Linked DNA regions of Mus musculus: region 2 is linked to region 1. The links are chromatin contacts, called in public HiChIP or PLAC-seq maps. All regions are on one chromosome and are shown on one strand. Each heading gives the region's core, a stretch centred on a gene start, on an enhancer-like site or on the middle of the called end of the contact. The rest is flanking DNA. Distances are from core to core; before and after follow the strand shown.

What was found. HiChIP or PLAC-seq counts read pairs in DNA pulled down with a chosen protein or histone mark.
Region 2: a contact with region 1 is called in an H3K4me3 HiChIP or PLAC-seq map of bone marrow-derived macrophages, with 4 times the contacts expected there. The contact joins two enhancer-like sites. A contact is called at or near these places in 14 of 39 promoter capture datasets (the 3T3-L1 cell line, 3T3-L1-derived adipocytes, the HPC-7 cell line and 9 more), 1 of 15 datasets of contacts at CTCF or cohesin (embryonic stem cells), 3 of 484 Hi-C or Micro-C datasets (3T3-L1-derived adipocytes, embryonic stem cells and pre-B cells), 2 of 115 datasets of contacts at active chromatin or transcription factors (astrocytes and bone marrow-derived macrophages) and 2 of 9 other capture datasets (adipose tissue and liver).

Annotation. Positions count from the first base shown.
Region 1 is chr6:34,477,823-34,482,974 of GRCm38.p6, forward strand. The region is part of intron 1 of Bpgm (2,3-bisphosphoglycerate mutase); the gene reads left to right. Among named protein-coding and RNA genes, the nearest start is that of Bpgm, 4.0 kb to the left of the region's middle. Within about 2 kb of position 3,754, at least 55 of the 459 cell types and tissues checked have an H3K27ac peak or open chromatin away from gene starts, as enhancers often do. A contact at or near this core is called in bone marrow-derived macrophages, where this site is marked.
Region 2 is chr6:34,993,953-34,999,039 of GRCm38.p6, forward strand. No RefSeq gene overlaps it. Among named protein-coding and RNA genes, the nearest start is that of Slc23a4, 18 kb to the left of the region's middle. Within about 2 kb of position 1,504, at least 85 of the 459 cell types and tissues checked have an H3K27ac peak or open chromatin away from gene starts, as enhancers often do. A contact at or near this core is called in bone marrow-derived macrophages, where this site is marked.

The DNA of each region.
Region 1 (5,152 bases), core at 2,504-5,003:
TCTTTTGTGCCCATATTTAAACTGAACCAAACTAACCAGATCATTGTAAAAAAAATATTTTTTTAAAGGAGAGTATAGAAATCTAGTATAGCCCCCCAAAATTGTCATCTTTAATCTCATTACTCAGAGGCAACTGTTAAGTGTTTGGCTATTTTGTGTTAAGTTTCTCTTCCTCTTCACCTTTTATGGTTTGTGAGATTAATAGGGTTGTTTCACTTTATGAAGTGGTTGGTACATCTAACTTCATAATCCATGCATCTAACTCTGCATGCCTAGAGAACAGAGGGCAACATGCTTGCACTGGTGGCTTCTCGGATGTTCTTGGAATTGAAGCCAAGCGTGAGGCGGTGTTTGGAGAAAGAGAGCGAAGGGATTGACATCTGGGCATGGTGCCTTGCTCCTGTAATCCCAGGATTTAGGAGGTTGAGGCTGGAGGATTGCTGCAAGACCGTGGCCAGCCTGGGCCACATAGCCAGAGCCTGGATCCAAAGATATCAATAGCAAAACCCTTCCATTTAGAAAGACATGGCAATAAACTACTTTATAGAATGTGAATGTAACATCGACTTTACTAACGTGTTTGGACTGCACACTCTAATAGTATTTGGTGTGCTTCTAGGACTGCATAATTCATTCCGCCTTCCCCTTCTCGCACATTCGATTGCTGCTTGCTCTCTCCTGCTCAAGTCTCCTGTTTAACCTTTCCCTTCACGTTACTTTATTCCTCGATTTCATGTCTAGCCATACCATTAGCCCAGTAGAATCACTTTGACAGGCCTGTGGTCTGTACCAATCTGCATGAGTGAGCTAAATCCCAGTCCTTTCTACCTCTGTTTGCTAGAGTACCTCACCACAATTAATTTTATATTTCCTAAGGGAGTAATGCTTTTGTTATAACTTAGTGTTCAAAGAATTGAATGTATTCATTCTCCAACCGTGAGTCAGCTGCTAAACAGTGCTCCAGCGCAGGCTTTTGTGAGCTTTTGGGATTTGATGGACACAGTTTGTATTGACAAGCCTGCCACCCTAGAGCAGTAACTGGGGAGAGAAAAGAAGACTCTTGAGTGGGCGGTGCCCACACTGCTGATTGCTAGCAGGGTGTAGCAAGTACCTCGGCTCAGGCAAAGTCAAATCTCACGACTACACACGTGTAACTCTTTCATGTAAAGAGGGCTCTACCTGCTGTAATTTGCTGCTTTTGTAACCCTGTGTGTGTGTGTGTGTGTGTGTGTGTGTGTGTGTGTGTGATGTAAGGTTTTTGTGAGAGATGCCTGTGAGTGGCAGAGTCTGCTGCAGGGGTGTTCTTAGCACTTCACACACAAGTGGGAAAGTTACCACATCACCACATCAACTTTTAGGGAAGTAATAGTGGGATCTCAAGTGCTGCCAGGACTCAGTTTATGTTTAAACAGCCTGAGTCTGGGGAAGGTGTGTCTTGTTAAGACACTTGAAACCCTAAGGAATTAAATGCTGGGTTTCATTTGCCTCTTTCCTTTGTAATTGATGAGAGGCATCAGTAGTCTTTCTCCTTGTCCTCAAATACAGCCAGCTCATCTTCCGTAAGGCTAGCTGCCTCGTACAGTGGGGAGTAATGGTTGCTGAGAACTGTACAGTGAGGATCTGTACCAAGGAAAATCTCAGAGTACTCTGAGATGGGTTTTAAATGTTTAATCCTTAAGAGTAAGTTCTAGATTTGAGAGATTCTGGCCCCAAGTCCCTTATTTGATATTACTTGACATATTATGGTTAGTTTGAAAATGGGAGAAGTAGAAGTTTGGGCTTCTCTTTACCCTGTGACTTAACTGTCTCTTCCCCGAGTTCTGATACAAGAGTCTTAGGCGAACTTAACTTTTCAAACGCCGAGGGAGGGAGGAAGCAAAGTCCCATCGCTGTTAATTTGTAAACAGATGGAGGAAATAACATGCAAATGTGGGCCATGCGGCAGACCCAAGGGCAGACCCGAGGGTTTTACGTGCCTGTCACTCAGCCTGTCAGCTCTTTCTGTTTCTGCTTTGTCAAGAGAATTGAAGTTTGAAGCACAGCTTCATGGTGGCATTTATAGGGAAAAAAACTTTGGTGTCATAATCTAGATGGAATTTCAACATATAGAATATATGGAATATAGAGATGAAATTTCAAGATATAATGAAAGGTCTTCGTTATAACTGGCAAAAGGTCTTTTGAATTACCTGATTTTTTTTTTTTTTCCTGTACTGCTAAGACAACTGGTTAGGTCCTGCTCCTGAGCAAATCTACATTCACGTTTAGTGTACTGCAACATGATTTACAAAGAGGGTATGTCAAACGAGAGCCCATGTTTGTGGGAGGCTAACAAGTGAATCATTTCCCCATAGTTCTCCCCCCACTCCCCCCCTCGAACCTGTTCCTAAATACTGAATTAAGCACAGACTGGGTACTCTGACTTCAGTGTGCTCAATGCTGACTTATGTGAGGAATAAAACAACTCTGAATGGGATTCCATTCCCCAGGGCACTTTGCAGTTCTTTCTGGCTAAGGGTACAAACTGGTGGTTTGGCTTGTTTGTTTTGTTTTGTTTCATTTCCTTGAGACAAGGTCTCACTTATAAGCTGGCTATTTTATAATGTTGGGAGCACATCCATGTATGGGGTCTAGCTAAGCAGGGATTTGCACACCAGAGCCTTCTGGATATATATATATATATATATATATATAAATTCCACAAGATATAAATGGATTTTTTTCATTTTAAATTGTTGAAATTAGCCTACTGATAACAATAGATCATGTGAAAATGATATGAGATTCTAATTTTGATGCCACCATCAAATTATATCACATTTACTCACGTGTTGCGTACAGATACTTGCAGCTACAGAGACAAAATTGTACAACTGTACATATTATGACAGAGATCATATAGTCTGCAAAGCTAAAAAAAAATTGACTGCTTAGATTTTTACAGGGAATATTGCCAGCATCTTAAACAAACTACAGTTTCTTTCTCACTTATCTTTATTCCTTTCCAGCAGCTGTCTTCTTGGCCCAGGTTGTCACTGTATGTCACCAGGGTTTCCTGCAAAACCCCCCACAGCTAATATTTAGACTTCTCTGTGAGCGTGAATGCTTCCTGGCCCTCAAATGTGTGCCATTAAACCTCTAATGAGGTCTCAGTGTTTACATAAGAGTCGGCATTCTTTGGCACAAGGTCCTCCTTGAGCCTCTATTCAGTTTTATCTTTCTAGCCTCGTCTCCGCCTACTTCCTGATTATACCCTATGACAGAGTGACCATATAATTTTCCAAATGGGACACCTAGGTGTGAAAGGGGCCTTAGTAATAATTATGTTGGGGAAGGAAAAAAAAGCATAAAGCAATAGTGTTTTAGGCAAATCAGAGGGAATAGTCAGCTACTTCTAGTTCTCGCCATTTTGAATGGGCCTCCTGTTCTCTCTGCACCTGTTCCTGATTGTTACCTTAGGCCAGAACTCCACTTCTCTTTTAATCAACTTAAATTTAAATATCTTTCCAAATCCACCCTCTGTAATGCTGTGTCCATGGAGGGAGAGATGCTTTCTCTTTCCTCTTCCTCTTTTTTTAAGAATAAAGAACCTCTGCCAGTGTGACTTACTTTTCCTTGTTAGTGACACAGTGGCAAGTGCACACAGTCAGCCTTCCTCACTGCCGCTCTGAAGGCACAGTCCAGGCTGGAGCCTGTTTTCCTCACAGGCTGACCATTGTGCTGGGCCCAAGTGGCATCGCTGCACGTTTGGAAAAGTGAATCAATCGACTGTGCTGGGAAGGCTGGTGAGGGCTTGGCTTGCAGAATGTGAATCATTCCCTTTAACGTGTTGAAAGGAGTGAGAAAAAAAAATGAGGTTTCGAGGTTTGAGGCCAGAGCCTGGGGTTCCAGTGTGGCAGTGCAGCAGAGTGGTTCAGGGCATGGGTGTTTCCTTGGGGACAACTGAGACTGACTTGTACTTCTGCCACCTACAACCTGTGCTAATTTAGGCAGGTTACTCCTTTCAGTTCTGCATCTGTAAAGTGGGCACAATGGGAGGTACCCCATGGATAGTAGTTGAGAGTTTGAACATGCACTCTGAATAAACTGCTGTGGTTAAGACCACCACCACCACCACCGATAGCTGGGGTGGGATCCAAGACCAGAGTGTAAAAGAAGGAAAGCTGGAGGAAATGCAGGACTGAACTCATAGTCTGAGCAGCAGACTGAGGTGCCCTGAGAGAAGATGGTCTCCACATAGGCGTGAGTAATCATGGTCTTTTGAGAAATCACTTCAGTAGAGTAGGTAGGCAAGGCACACATTTGTAGATACCTTCATAGTCAGAGGATGAAGAAAACAACGTCTAGGACTAGGGGATGGCACAGTCCTGTGCAAATGTGAAAACCTGAGCTTGGATTCCCAGCATATCCGTCCATCCATCTGTCCGTCCCTCCATCCATCCATCCATCCATCCATCCATCCAAGCTAGGCTTGGTGGTGCATGCCTATTATCCTAGCACTGGAGATGCTGAGACGGGGGAATCCCTGAGGCTTCCTGGACAGCTAGTCTTGTTCAATCTGTAAGATCCAGGTTTAATATGGAGTCATGTCTCATGATGATGATGATGTAAAAGCAATAGAGGAAAACACTTGGACAGTAGCCTCTGACCTGTGTATACACACACACACACACACACACACACACACACACACATGTACACATATATAAAGCATGCACACATGTGTTGTAGGATATTTGATTACACTGTGAACTTTGAGATTGTGTTATTTACTAGAAAAAAACAAACCCAAAACCCAACTGTTTCTAGTTGTGGTGTGACTCAGCCCTTGGCACACACCTTTAATCCCTCTGGGTGGAATACAGACATGCCTTTAGTATACACCTTTAATCCCAAACAATAAAGGTAAGGTTTATTTGTAGAAGGAAACACTCTAGTTTGGAAGTGAGTTCTAACTGAGGGGCAGGCAAAGTGATGGATTAGAGGAAGATTTGACAGAATGAGTCAGAGCTAGGACACGCCCAACTTCCACACGAGAGAGGAAGAGGAGCTGCTTAAGAGCAGTGCAGAGAGAGAGGGAGAGGGGAAGGAGGCAGGTTTCCTGAGACAGTTGCACAGAGACAGGTTGAAGAGAACAAGCTAGACACATGAA
Region 2 (5,087 bases), core at 254-2,753, 510 kb after region 1:
TTAGAGCAAATTGATAGCAGAGATCAAATAGGGACACGCTGTGGAGATTAACAGCTGGCTATAGGACAGGGCACACTCAGGGCCCTGATTACTGTCAGGGCTTCCTTGTATGGGACTCAAGAGAAGGAAGAGGAGGAGGAAGAGGAGCTTGGTTGCTAAGGGATATAACACAGTTCTCTATTTTGATTGGTGGATTGATAGATGGGTAGCTTGCTAATACGTTTACTTTCGAAAGTGTGTCCTTTCCCATAATGCATGATTCTCTCTCTCTCTCTCTCTCTCTCTCTCTCTCTCTCTCTCTCTCTCAATTGTGCATAGGCATAGATGGTAAGTGGAGAATCTCTCTAAAAGTTTTCTAGAGCACCTGACAGGATTACCATAAAAGTCTAGCTCATAGGAAGCTACCGGTCCTGTGTGCGAGGTTCCGGATCACGCCTGGGAGGGACTAAGGTCATGTATGCACTATACCAGGAGACATCCACTCAGACCTTAACCCTGATTTCTTGCTATTTTAACCTTCTCATTTGAAAGCATTTCTATATAAAAGCAGCATTGTCTCAGTGTCGCAGCGTTACAGCACATGTGAGCTGTGCTGGAGAATTCCCGGGAGTCTAGGGCTCCCTTTTCACTGCATGTCCCCATCGGGGTTCCTGTCCCTCTTTCATACCTCAGGGTCAGTGAGCCTGCTTGGGTGTTGTGCAGTAGAAGCTCGCTGAGCGTCCTGCTCGGTATGGGTCCTGCAGTATGGGAAGGTTACCCTCTTTTGGACACTGCTTCTTGAGTTGGTAGTGACCCTGAGCTGAAGAACCCAGCCTGCCTCCTTTCAGCTCCTTGAGTAGCAGACCACTGGGCTCCATGGCTTCCTTTTGGGGGCTGAGAGAGGTGCCGGCTAACAGGCAGCCCAGTACTGGCTTGTCTCCAGGAAGACAGTGCTGACACGTGGAGTCACCAATGGTGACCACACCCACAATGAACACGCTGCGACCCATGGCTTTCACAGGAGCTGTTGCCTCTTGACTTCTCATGAAGTCTATTTCCCAGTAACTCCCGAGCCCTCCATAAATGCTCACCCCAGAGCACCCAGAGCCTTCTGCCAACATCCTGGCTGTCTCTATCTTCTGGACCACATGCTAGCACCAGGAGAAGATGCTATGAAGCAGCGTTTCAGGTTGTTTGTTCTGGACACAATGGACTCCCACGGTCAGTGCTGGGCCTTTTGGGTACAGGGACCTAGGAGGAGGCAGGGAAACTGAGCGTCACAAGTGTTCCTACCATCTGACTGCTCAGCTTGGGTATCTGCAGAAACAATATGGGAGCTGAGGTGTCCGGCTTGTGGGACTGCACTGCAGGCAGTGTGATCCTTCAGCAAGCACTCCACTCGCACCGCGCTGCTGAAATCGAACAGGGTTACTGCCTGCCCTGCGGCACACAGAGACTGCAACCCATGACTGTATTGTCTAGACTGATCCAAGTCTTTCTTTCTCAAGTTTGGGGCTGAGCGAATAGGGGGAGACAAAACTTCTGACCTATCACCGGTCAGAGCGTCAGGAAATAGAGAACAAGGCCACAGTGCCACCCAGCGGACAAATAAAAAACAGCGCCCTTCCACCTAGAGGCGAAATAAGCCAGCCTACCGGCCTGGCCAGAATCCTGAACACACCCCACCTTCCAGAACTGAGGGTTGGGCTCTGTCTGTGGTGCTGACATTCCAGGATGCTCTCTGGACTGAAAGGGCTGGAGGTTTGGGGGCCGGGAGCCTGGCACGGAACTTTTCTGTCTCAGCACAGAATGTTCCCCAGCCAAGGCATATGTCCTGGCCTTTATCAAAGGATCCCCTGCCCAGTCTACTGAGGACTGGATAGGAGAGAAATAACATTGTCTTCAATCTGTAGTACCATATGAGCAGGTGAGAGAGATCTAAATGAGAGTGTTGTTTAAAATGAATATCCTGGGACAAGGAGATGGCTCCGTGAGAGCACTGGCCATGCAGGTGGGAGCGAGGATCAGAATTTGGATCCCGGCACCTATGAAAATTCTGGATGAACTTGAAAGCCACCCATAACCCCAGCAGTTGGGATGGGGAGAGAGGCAAGTTGGCTAGCTATAACAGCCAAATCAGCAAGCTTGGGGTGCAAGTGAAAGACCCTGCCTCGGTGACTGAAGAGGAGAGTCACTGGAGAAAGCAGACACAGACCTGTGGCCTCCACGTGCACGCACCCATATACATTCACACCCAGACACAAGTGCACACACACGTGAACATACACCACACGCATGACAAGTACCTAAATGATTCTTTCTTCCTCTTCCCCCTTCCTCCTCCCTCCCAGCCATCCACCCATCAACCACACAGCACATCCTACAGCGCTCAGCTACTGTGTGGTGTTTTGAGCATCGTGCCAGGTGGTGAGTGTACCAAAGTCAGCAAACCCGACACACATCCCTGCCCTCATGGAATTCACCATCTGGCGGGAGAGAAAGACATTAATCAAGGAAGTGCGAGGACCACTGCACGCTCTCGGCTGAGATGAGGGCTAGAGTTCTCGCTCTTGAACTGGGTTGCAGCCTCAAGTCGTGGACCTGGATGGGAGGGTGCTGATGAACTTGCCAATAGTAAAAGGACCCAAAAATGAATTCAAAATTAAAATCGTTGTGAATCAGAGGAATTTCCATTGGTGTTCATCGCCCTTGGCTCCAAGAGTAGAACATGTCACTTTGCACTGATGCCATCATGCCAGCCACTGAATGCTGACTGAAGTGCCTGGCTGAGATTCAAAAAGTGAAGGCTGTTTACTGCACACACAGGGTTCTCTGCTCTTACAGAAACACAGTAGCTTAACTATGGAAAGGACATTAGCATTTCCCTACCATTGCTCCTCAGCACACAAGCATCAGGTTCCCAGACCTTTGGATTGTATTGTGTTAGAGTGTTTGATTTTAAAAGTTGCTACTTGAGAGGCCTGGCAAGATGGCTCAGTGCATAAAGGCAGGTGTCCCCACACCTGACACCCTGAGTTCAATCCCCAAGCAGGCTCCACACAGTGGAAAGTGAGAATTGACTCTTGCATGCTGTTCTGGCCTCCTCTTATGGGGTGTGGCGTGTGGGCTCCTATGAGCACACACACATATACACCCACATAAATAAATTAAAATATTTAAATTTTGCTGCTTGAGACACTGAGTTTCATCAAAAAAAAGTTAACTGAAATTTGGCTTGGGATTAGGACAGAATTTCTGAAAACTTCTGAAATGTACTAAAACATACTTCTGCCATTTTGTACTGAATATTTATGCAAGGAGGTCTTCTTATCAGTGACAATTATGAAATCGAAATATCAATCAATTCTGAAAAACACTGAAGATGCTGTATTCTGCAGTGTCAGATACTCAGCCAAAAATTAACAGGCATCGATCTCATCAATATTCACATATGGGTTTTTTTAATAAACAGTGTATGTATGTGTATAAAAGAGTTGTTCTAAAATAAATGTATAATTATCAGCAAACATTTAATTCATATACTTATATTATATATTTACATACCCAGGGTTACATGAAAATAGGGGTCCTGAGTGGAACTGGTCCAAGAAGCTGCGCTGCGGAGGAGGAGGAGCAGCGGGCGAGGCTACCACTCCCCATCACGGGGACTCAGAAAAGGCTGACTTGACACGTGTTAGTGTTTGGAGGAGGCAGCGTGAGCAGAGGTTCTGGGGCAGCGGGGAGACCGGAACCGGGTAGAAAGAGCAGAGAGGAGCGTGGTGTTAATGGATGCAGAAAGGGGGCTACAGGCAATGAGCTTGCTGGCCATCTGAAGACTCTACTATTGCGTCTGAGGAGCCAGGGAAGGTCGCTGGTGTGTTTGCGCTGACTGGGTGAGGGTGGAGTGGAGAGTGAGGAATTATGGGGGTCTTCCGGGATGTTTGATAGGGTGCAAGACTGGAGTTTTTATGGAACTGGGAAGAGTCGAAAGAGGCTAGGTTTGGAGTAGGGGAACGTGAGTGTAGATGGTTTGGAAATAACCAATCGGATGTCAAGTGTCTGTGTGCACCCGAGAGGACCTCCTGTCAGGCGGCGGACACGTCAGCCTTGAGACTCAACTCAGTAGAAATGACAACCGGAGGGTAGGAACTGTAGGAACGCTGAGGCTCTGGTGAAAAGTGGAGACCAACGGGTGAACCAGAGGCCACGTGTGTGACAGTGCAGAGTTCAGGTCAGAAGTTGTGGGTGTGGGAAGGGGTGAGTGACCCAGATCTTACTGTCTTGTCCAGGGTCCGGTCACTAGAACTGCACTAGAATGGGATCCTCACAAACACGGAGAGACAGCAGAGGCCAGCGCTGGTGAGGTGACACAGAAGCTGAGCGCTTGCTGCTTGTCCAGATGACGCAAGCGCACTGCTCCGCATCCACATCAGGTAGATCACAACCACCTGCAACTCATAGGGCACTACACACTTGCGGACTCAAGATATGGATTTTGATTGTTTGTTTTTTCGAGACAGGGTTTCTCTGTGTAGCCCTGGCTGTCCTGGAACTCACTTTGTAGACCAGGCTGGCCTCGAACTCAGAAATCCTCCTGCCTCTGCCTCTGGAGTGCTGGGATTAAAGGCATGCGCCACCACCGCCCGGCTGAATTTTTTTTTTTTTTTAAATAAATGCTTCTTGGGCTAGGATCCTTCCTTGAGTCAGGAATGTACTATTTGCCTAGTATACAAAAAGCCTTGGATTCCATTCTGAGCACTACATGAAACCAGGCATGATGCTACAGACCAGCTTGGAACACACAAGTGCCTATTGTGGGCTAAAATGGAGTGTGGGAGGCAGCGCAGCAGCGGACAGACTGATGGGGGTGCTCTGTGCTGGTGGGCCTGGCTCCCTTGCTTAGGACCTGCATTGCTCTGCAGCCCTCTGGCAACCACCCAGGGTGAAGCATCACCCAGAAGGCACTGGAGTGGGCTGCCCTACAGAGTCCATAACTATAACCCTCTGTGTGGCAGCTAGGATTTTCCCATGTAACACCCTGTAGATTAATTACTGCTGAGTGTGTTGGTACCTGCCTGTCATCTCATCACTTGTTAAGGCGGAGACAA